3 separate regions of the Mus musculus genome follow, and regions 1 and 2 are each linked to region 3. The links are chromatin contacts, called in public HiChIP or PLAC-seq and promoter capture Hi-C maps. All regions are on one chromosome and are shown on one strand. The core of a region is the stretch at or near the end of the contact, and the rest is flanking DNA. Distances in the headings are between cores, read along the strand shown. Region 1 holds the start of Trank1 (tetratricopeptide repeat and ankyrin repeat containing 1). Region 2 has its middle 18 kb from the start of Epm2aip1. Region 3 holds the start of 4930545L08Rik (RIKEN cDNA 4930545L08 gene).

Region 1 (2,700 bases), core at 43-2,542, 610 kb after region 3:
CTTTCCACTCATCCTCTCTAGCTAAAGATGCAGTGATTGCGACAGTGCTAACTGAGCTGAAGCGGGTCCCCAGGCTGCAGAGCTCACGGACTCCCTTGCCCTCCTTTCTAAATTTTGCTTTTTCTTTTTTTCCAAGTTGCACATCTCCCTAAGAACTATCCCCAGGCAGCCTCTCTCTTGCCTGCCTCGGTGAAACGCCCCCAGCAGAGAGCAGAGTCCCCCCCAGCGGGGCCCGCGAGCCCTCCGCGGCGGGTTACAAGTGCGCAGAGCCCGCGAGTGCAAGAGTGCGGGGGTTGGGGGCCCGAGGACGAACCGGGCTGAGCCGGGCCGAGCAGCAGGCTGAACCCGCGCTCCTGAGCAAACCGCCCCGCGACTCGGGTCGGCGGCGGAGGGTGGGCCGCGGAGGCCGCAGGGATGGAGGACCGAGGCCTCCCCCTCCAGGGGGCAGCCCGCGCCCCGCGCTCCCCGCCGATGCCGCGCCGTCATCCCCGCGCGGCTCCGCACACCTCGAGCCAAGCTGTGCGGCGAGGCGCGTCCGCCGCGGTGTGGCCCGGAGGCCCCTCCGGGGGGTGGGGGAGGATGGGGGTGGGGGTCCCCGCAGGGAAAGCTCCGCCGGGCACCGCTGCCCGCCCGGGCCGTGTCGCCCCGCGCGCCTTCCCGCGCCAGGCCGCGGTCGAGGGAGGGAGAAGGGGGGAGGGCAGACAACCCCGCGGGGCCTCGGGGACTCGGGGCCCGCAAAGCCCCAGACGCCCCCCCCCCAACCCCCGCCAGCTACGCACCTTGCCGCGCGCGGGTCCCACATGGCCGGGACTCGCCGCCGCCGCCTCGGGATGCGCGCAGGTGACACCGAGGCCCCGCGTTCCGAGGCCGGGGCCAGGCGGAAAGCTGCTTCCCGCGGCTCGTGCGGGACCGGCTGCGGGAGCGCCGCGCAGGCCGAGTCCGTGCTCCCACGCGGCTGCGGGGGCCCGAGAGCCGTCACGTATCGCCTCGCGGCGGGAGACGAAGGTGTCGCCTTTGCTCCGAGGAGAGTGTCGCGTCCCGCACCGCCGCGCGGGAGAGGCCCGCGGCGTGGCGGCCCGGCCTCCGGGGCCGAAAGCTTCGCGCCGGGCGCGCGGGACCGCGGCGTGGGGCCCCGTCTCGAGCTGCGTCTCCTCGGAGGCCAGCGGCGGCCCGCGGTCGTGGAAGCCATGGCTCGGCGAGCTCGCGGCGGCGCGCTCCCCTCGGGTCGTCCCCTCAGACGCCGACGTCGCACTCACCGCGCGCCCGACGCGCCGTTCCTGGAGGTCGGGAGCAGACCGGGCAGCGAAGCTCCGAGCAGCGCGACGCTCGTCGCCTCCGTCATTTGCCGAGTTCCTGTCACGCGGGCGGGAACCGTCCAGGCGCCTGGCAGAAGGGCCGCGAAGTCGTGAGGGTGAGGCGAGGTGGCTCCGAAGCTCTCCTGAGCCGGGATGCGTGCTCGCCCCCCGCCGGGTGGTCCTCGCGACTGAGGGGACAGGAGTCACGTTCCCACCCTCCAGGGGCCCGGGACCCAATCAGAGGGCGCGGCCGCTGGCACGCTGCCTCCTGGTGGCTCATGGGCCTCCTGGGCCAGAGCCCAGGGCGCGTCGAACAGCGGAAGACAGGAGCCGGCCGGGGGAGGCGGAGGGACGAGGCCAGGAACACCGCGGTCCTTCCCAGCTCCTCCAGGGGAGTCGGAACCAGTCAGCCCTGACCAGCAGCCTCCTTCTGGCCTTCTCTCAATTCGACCCCCATGCCACCACACACGCACTCACGCACACACACAAATGTGAGGCGCCATTCCCCCTCAAAACCCTTGGGTGGCACCCCACTGCCTAGGGCTGAGCCTTTAGGCTCCTCAGTGTTAGCCTAGGGTCCCGGACACAGTGCTCCCACAAACGCTTGAACTCCAGTCATACCCCCACCCTGGTGGGATTTTTAAAACGCTGGTGGATGCCTTTGCTTCTGATTTCTTATGGCATATATCTCCAGGGTGCAATTTTTAAAGCTTTCCAAGACATTGTATCAAGTAGTAGAATTTGAAAGGCTTGCTGTCATGAGACATTGCTAGACCTTTCATTTTAAAGAGATTTTATAAAACCTTCTCAGCTCTAACATGTTTGGTACACCACCAGCAACAGCACCACCACCACCACCACAGCCTCATCATTTCCACTTCCAAAAGGCCTAGTGGGTTTCCTACGTCAGAGTAAGGCTAGTGGGTTTCTTATGTCAGAATAAGGCAAGAGATTGTGGAGGCAGTACAAGAATAAAATGTGCATCTGTGCTTTTCTGTCCATTTCCATAGCATTGACCTCTAATGTGGACTATACTCTTCAAAATCATCACATAAGTAGATCTTGCTTTTCAAAATCACTTCAACTATTATCAAAATGAGGTGTTGGTGCTGTTAAAAAAAAAAAAAAGCAATCCCCTGCTGCCCTCCTATCTAACAACCCTTTGAGTCTTTCCATGCTTATTTAATTGCTCTGTTCATGTCTGTAAACGTGTTTGGTTGCTACTTGGAATACTTCTTCCCAGTTTCATACACTATCCCTATCTGGTAAATACTTTGAGGCTGCGTACCAAAAGACCTTTATATTTGGTATTCTAGTTTATCTGGGTATAAAATTCAGGCTCAGAAATCATTCACTCCAGTGACTTGTAGCTTTGAGAATTGTTGAAACTGCTAGAAACATTCTG
Region 2 (2,700 bases), core at 8-2,507, 630 kb after region 3:
TATGTCCATGGATGTCAGAAGAGGTCTTTGGATCTCCTAGCCCTGGAGTTACAGATGGTGAGCTGCCATGTGGATGCTGGGAATTGAACCTACGTCCTCTGCAGGTGCTTCTAGTACTCTAAACCGCTGTGTCATCGCTTAGGCCCCTGAGCTGTGATTTTTGCAAACTTCCAATTCCTACCCTCTTCGGTCTTGCAAATTCCCAGTGTCCCTGTCTCCATGGTAACCTGCTATGGCCCAGGCAGCCTCTGCTTCTTTGCTTCGCTCACACTGTTGCATAGGCAGCTTTTCACGGTTTGCTTTGGTGAGGTGCAGAGCTCCCCAAAGCTTTAGGTATTTATGTTCCCAGCTCCGTAGCACTTAGCTGGCACGATGCTGCAGAATGAATAAAAAACAGTGCATCAGTAATGGTTATGAACGTCACAAAACTACTAGCAGTAATTCTAGAGTAGTATGCATGACATATCAAATACACACACACACACACACACACACACACACACACACACACGCTGAATCAAGTGTAGGGCGAAATAATATTCAGCGGGCATATTACATGAAAGGAATTTACATTAAACTGAGAAACTGATTCTCATGGGGAAATTAGGAATCATGATGTCAAATGTCCAAGGACAGAACGCCTGAGATGGCTCCGATTAGCTGGGCGCACTGAAGGTGGGATTGTAAGGGAAAGGACAGGCGAACAGGGCAGAGGGAAAGGGGTGCGCGTGCTCTGGTGGAGAAGCGACTAGAGTGTGGGGTGATGAGAACAAGAACACGCTGCTGGCGCTGTGCCATGTCTCATTCAGAGCTGACTCACCTGAGAAAGTTTTGTGTTTTCAGGTGCCTTGGGGAGCGACTGCGGCCCAGAGGACCCAGAGCGTAGTCTGCTGCCCCCGTGTGGCGGGAGCGCATACTGCAGCGCCCCGGCGGAAAGCTTTACCACCAGAGGGCGCAAAGGGCTCGACCTCTCAACAGGCCTGTAGACCCGTGATGTCATTTGTGTATTTTCCAGAGTTCTTTTTACAGGAGTGGTGATCAAGCAAATGGCCAGCTATCACCCCACCAACCAGGATCCTCTCCTCTGCTTAATCCTTATCTGTTTCTTCCTTACTGTCCTAGTTAGGGTTACTATTGCTGTGATGAAACACCATGAACAAAGCAATTTGGGGAGGAAAGGGTTTATTTCAGCATAGACTTCCAGGTACACTTTCACGGAGGAAAGTCAGGGCGGGAACTCAATCCGAGCAGGAAGTTGGAGGCAGGAGCTGATGCAGAGTTGGGGGGAGGGGTGCTGCTTGCTGGCGTGTTCCTCATGACTTGTTTAGTCCCTCCCCCATTAGTCACTAATTAAGAAAATACAGCAAGATCTTATAGAGGCATTTTCTCAACTGAGGTTCTGTCCTTTCAGATAACTCTAGCTTGATATAAAACTAGCCAGCACACTTACTTCCTTATAAGTTGCTAGGTCTGGAAAGCCTCATTTAATAACATAATACACACACGCACACGCGCAGGCACGCACAAGCACACATTCATCCCAGGACCTTCTACATTGCATTTGTCATATGGAATTGCTGAACATTATATAATAATACGGAAAGAGGTATGGGGAGGTTACTTAACCAATTCCTTTAGATTTTTGGTAATAGAGAAGCCAAATCAAATTAGCTTAAAGGAGGACATGCTGGCTCCTGACAGAGATGGTAAAGGAAGTTGTCCTGTCCTAGTAACAATATAACAGCTAGAAAGATTTCAGGAGCCTAGAGTAAAAGCTTCCCTTTGTGACTTTCAGTTCCTTCCCTACATTTTTGCTAATTAAGACCAGCCAATTAGCCTTTCGTGGACAAAGCCATCTCAGTTAAACTTGCTAGTTCCTCACTATTAGACAGAAGAGACCCAGCAAATCTGAGGAAAACATGTACCTGAATGACAAAGGAACAATAACAAAATGACCTCTCAGGAAACGGGGAGGGGGGGGGGGTGGGATGTAAACAAAAACTAAGGGCCAGTAAGATGGCTCTGCAGGTAAAGGTGCTTGTTGCCACGGCTGAGGAATGGGGCTGAATCCCCAAAAGTCATACTGTAGAAAGAAGAGACTTGACTCCAGGAAGTCGTTCTCTGACATCCACACACATGCTATAACACAAATGTGCCGCACACACACACACAAATAAATAAATAAATAAATAAATAAATCTGTAAAGTTTAGGCTGAGAGTGATAGCAAATACCTTTAATCCCAGCTCTCTGGAGGCAGTGGCAGGAACATCTCTATTTTACAGAAGAGTCCCTGATAGCAAGCAGAGGAGATGAAGTTTAAAAATGCAGAGACAGGAAGTTGAGAATAAGTACGGCTTGAAACCAAAATTAGCAGACTCATAAACTAAACACCATAGAACTAAGAATCACAATGTTTCGTCTGTCACATTAGCACACAGCTAGATGCCTAAGAATGTCAAGAAGTGGCATGTATATTATGAATTTGGACTGGGGACCTCCATTTCTAGAAGACAACGTCACATTAAGGGACAGACTCAGGAATAACTGTCACAGCGTTTTTATTTAAATATGGTAACAGGGCAAATGTCGGAGAAATTACTAACTCCCTTCCCCTAACAACAACCCACCAAGAAATCATTACCACAGCAGCAGAGGTGTGAATGTGTGTTAGGGGGAGGGGGGTGAAGAGACTTGACAT
Region 3 (2,911 bases), core at 165-2,664:
TACAAAGCCCCGATCTCTGTGGCTTACGATGATAATTTTTGAGAGTGGTAATTCAACTCAAGATACCAGCATGATTGTGAAATGAAGCTATCTTCTCTGTTGGATATTTCACACGAATTGTGCTTTAAACTTGAACTCTTGTTAGTCACACACTCAGATGCAATTCTCTCAGGCTACCCAACAAAATTCTATGCCATCATCTTAAGGAGTGATGATAACAATACAGTAGCGTGCCCACTGCTTCTGTCAACTGGGGATTCCGAAGGCTAAATCACCTTTACAAATTATTCCTTTTAATTATACTATTCTAAAAATGTAGTCTTATTAATGGGCGTTCTTATGGTCACAATACATGACATGCCTCCAAGGTCAGATACGGTTTTGGCCACCAAAGTACATACCTTTCTTACCTGTGAAATAACTGGAATCTAGGGGGGAATTTTAGCACCTTGAGGCCACTTCTGCAGTTGCTGTAAAGCACTAAAACTAAGCCCAGCTCTTCAGATTTCCAGTGCAGCGCATTTTGACTCACATTACAGGGTGCCTTGTATAATTATAGCTGCAAAGGTGGTGTGTGAGTAAAGACTGCTGAGAAAGCCAGGGATCAGAAGAAAATAAGACACACACCCCCCCCCCCCCACACACACACACATTGGGTTGTTGTCAAGAATGCTTACCCCAGGCTGGAGAGATGGATCAGCCATTAAAGGCTAGGCTCACAACCAAAAATATAAGAAGGGTTTCCCTCCAATCAATCACATTAAAGAGATGTGTGTGGTACTAGAGACCCCACCTTCTGTATTTAGTGGGTCTTCTAAACCTACGCCTCTTTCATTTCCCCCTCCTCTAGCCTCCCTTTGCAAACAGAAGTGGAGCACAGTGTGTGGGGGTGGCAAGGGGGGGTCCATGGGGCTGAAACCAATGCTGGAGAATTTTACAGTCAAGCTGACTGAATGGGTTCCCTGTATGAGCCAGGGACGAAGCTGTTTGCTAATTTGAGAGTGTTCAATATCGATGCTATTCCAACTCGTTTATCTTATAAAGCCGGGAGAATGGCTTTTAGATGCTTTTCCTGGGGCACAGAATTGAATTCTCTAACTGACCTTGTAAAATTGTCTCAAAAAAAAAAAAAAAAAAAAAAAAGAAGAAGAAGAAGCTGGCCAGTTTTTCTTTTCCTCTCCTTTACTGTGGGTTAAACATGCAGAAACTGTGTTTCATTTGAGGTTTTTCTCTCGGTTATCATCACCCTCCACAATGCAAATGCGTTTGCATTTGGGCAAAATGACCCAAAAGAACCAAGACTATCTTGAGGAAAGCTATGTCCAAGTGGCGGAAGCTCTGGAACACACAGCACACAAGGCACAACGAGCGACAGCAGGTGGCGCTCTCCACCAGCTCCAGCGCCGGCGCCTCAAGCACAGCTCAGCATCCTGCACTGGACCAGATGAAAACAGGGTCCTGATGTATGGGATGTCTATGGTAGGAAGTTCCAAGCAGGGGAGGGTTGGTACTTACAGACTTGCATCGCGAGTTTGAAACGTTAAAAATATTGAGACGGAAGCTCTGAGTTCCTGAACTGGAGATTCCAGGATGAACTTGGGCGACTCACTAAGAAGCAACTATGGGGCAGGCCACCCACCATGCCCTGCACTTGCAGGTGTGTGTACACATGCCTGTGAAGGCACACCCATGGAAATGGAAAGTGCTGACTTTCTCTGCTACTCACAGTTAACAGCCTCACTTGGAATTTCTGTCTGCGCAGCTTCCATTCAAACTCTTCTAACTGCCTGTGGGCTTGCAGAGGCTCCAGGATACCCACCCACTCTTGCCTGTTCCCTGGCTCTTCTCTTTCAGGTAAATAACCGCCATTTTGTTTCTCCGTCTTGTTCCAGGTGGGTGCTTGTCTTCCATTTTCCCTTTTTATTCTTTTTAACCAATAGAAAACTGTTTTAATTTAATTTAACTTTATTTATTTTCTTTGCCCTAGGGTTTAACCACAGGGAGACTAATGAGTTCTTACAATCTACCAACCCCCAACAAAAAGTGTTTTATTGGTTAACTCCCTTACAATGTTATAGAGGGAAATGAATTTTAGGCATTACTCTTTGTGTCAAAAATATTAAGAAATATATAGCATAGAGTTGTTGGTTGGTACTTTTTTTTTCTGAATTGTGTGTATGGGAGGGGGGTATCTCTGTGAACAACCTAGCCTTGAACTCATTAAATGGATGAGACTGGCTTTGAACTCCTAATCATCTCAATTTTGTCTCCTGAATGCTAAGACTGAAGACTTGCACCACCACACGGACTAATTGGGTTCTTATTGGGTTCTTGTTTTGTTTCATTTCTTCTTCTTCTTCTTCTTCTTTTTCTTCTTTTTATTTTTTTTTTTTATTTTTTTTTTTTTTGGTTGGTTTGTTTGGTTTGGCTTGGTTTGGATCGGTTTTTGCATTTCTTCCACATACATAGAATTACCCTCTCCAGCAAAACACCTTACATCAAACATGAGGTACCTCGAGCATTAGGGACTCCCAGTAGACAACTGGAGTCTCAGGAATGACCTTCACTTGCTCATTTCAAAATTATGTCTCTGATTTCTCTCAGATTCTTAAAAATATATCCCCTGTGGACAGATGACTCCATCTCTAGCGGTGCTCATGGAAGCTCACCTGCCTGCCTTTGAGTTTGTGAAATAGGATGCTACTTTCTTTCCTTTAGAGACCAAACACGAAGCCCTCTTCTCTTTGCAGCCTCCAGAGGGCAGTGTTCCCCTTTTATTCATCCCGGCTTAGGGCGGTCTGAAGCAGTTGCTTGGGGTCTTGTTTAAACAGCAGCAGAAGGGGAATGGCCAACGACGACAAAGGCGCATCGGTTTACAGCGCCAGAAAGATGCTTACATGCTTATACAGTG

The links. Promoter capture Hi-C pulls out the DNA fragments that hold promoters and counts their contacts. HiChIP or PLAC-seq counts read pairs in DNA pulled down with a chosen protein or histone mark.
Region 1: a contact with region 3 is called in a promoter capture Hi-C map of hippocampal neurons, with 6 times the contacts expected there. The contact joins the promoter of Trank1 here to the promoter of 4930545L08Rik in region 3. A contact is called at or near these places in 6 of 39 promoter capture datasets (cranial neural crest, frontonasal cranial neural crest, hippocampal neurons and 2 more), 2 of 484 Hi-C or Micro-C datasets (embryonic stem cells and neural progenitor cells) and 1 of 115 datasets of contacts at active chromatin or transcription factors (embryonic midbrain).
Region 2: a contact with region 3 is called in a CTCF HiChIP or PLAC-seq map of embryonic stem cells, with 13 times the contacts expected there. The contact joins the enhancer-like site here to the promoter of 4930545L08Rik in region 3. A contact is called at or near these places in 1 of 39 promoter capture datasets (hippocampal neurons), 1 of 15 datasets of contacts at CTCF or cohesin (embryonic stem cells), 7 of 484 Hi-C or Micro-C datasets (the HL-1 cell line, the N1E-115 cell line, bone marrow-derived macrophages and 4 more) and 1 of 115 datasets of contacts at active chromatin or transcription factors (astrocytes).

Annotation. Positions count from the first base shown.
Region 1 is chr9:111,310,331-111,313,030 of GRCm38.p6, reverse strand. It overlaps Trank1 (tetratricopeptide repeat and ankyrin repeat containing 1), which reads right to left and starts at 1,292. Exons shown (of 22, transcript NM_001164659.1): 1 at 780-1,292. The coding sequence starts at 1,189.
Region 2 is chr9:111,288,273-111,290,972 of GRCm38.p6, reverse strand. No RefSeq gene overlaps it. Among named protein-coding and RNA genes, the nearest start is that of Epm2aip1, 18 kb to the right of the region's middle. Within about 2 kb of position 1,257, at least 99 of the 459 cell types and tissues checked have an H3K27ac peak or open chromatin away from gene starts, as enhancers often do. A contact at or near this core is called in the N1E-115 cell line, bone marrow-derived macrophages, cortical neurons and 1 more, where this site is marked.
Region 3 is chr9:111,917,232-111,920,142 of GRCm38.p6, reverse strand. 4930545L08Rik (RIKEN cDNA 4930545L08 gene) reads left to right here and starts at 1,414. Exons shown (of 2, transcript NR_166641.1): 1 at 1,414-1,854.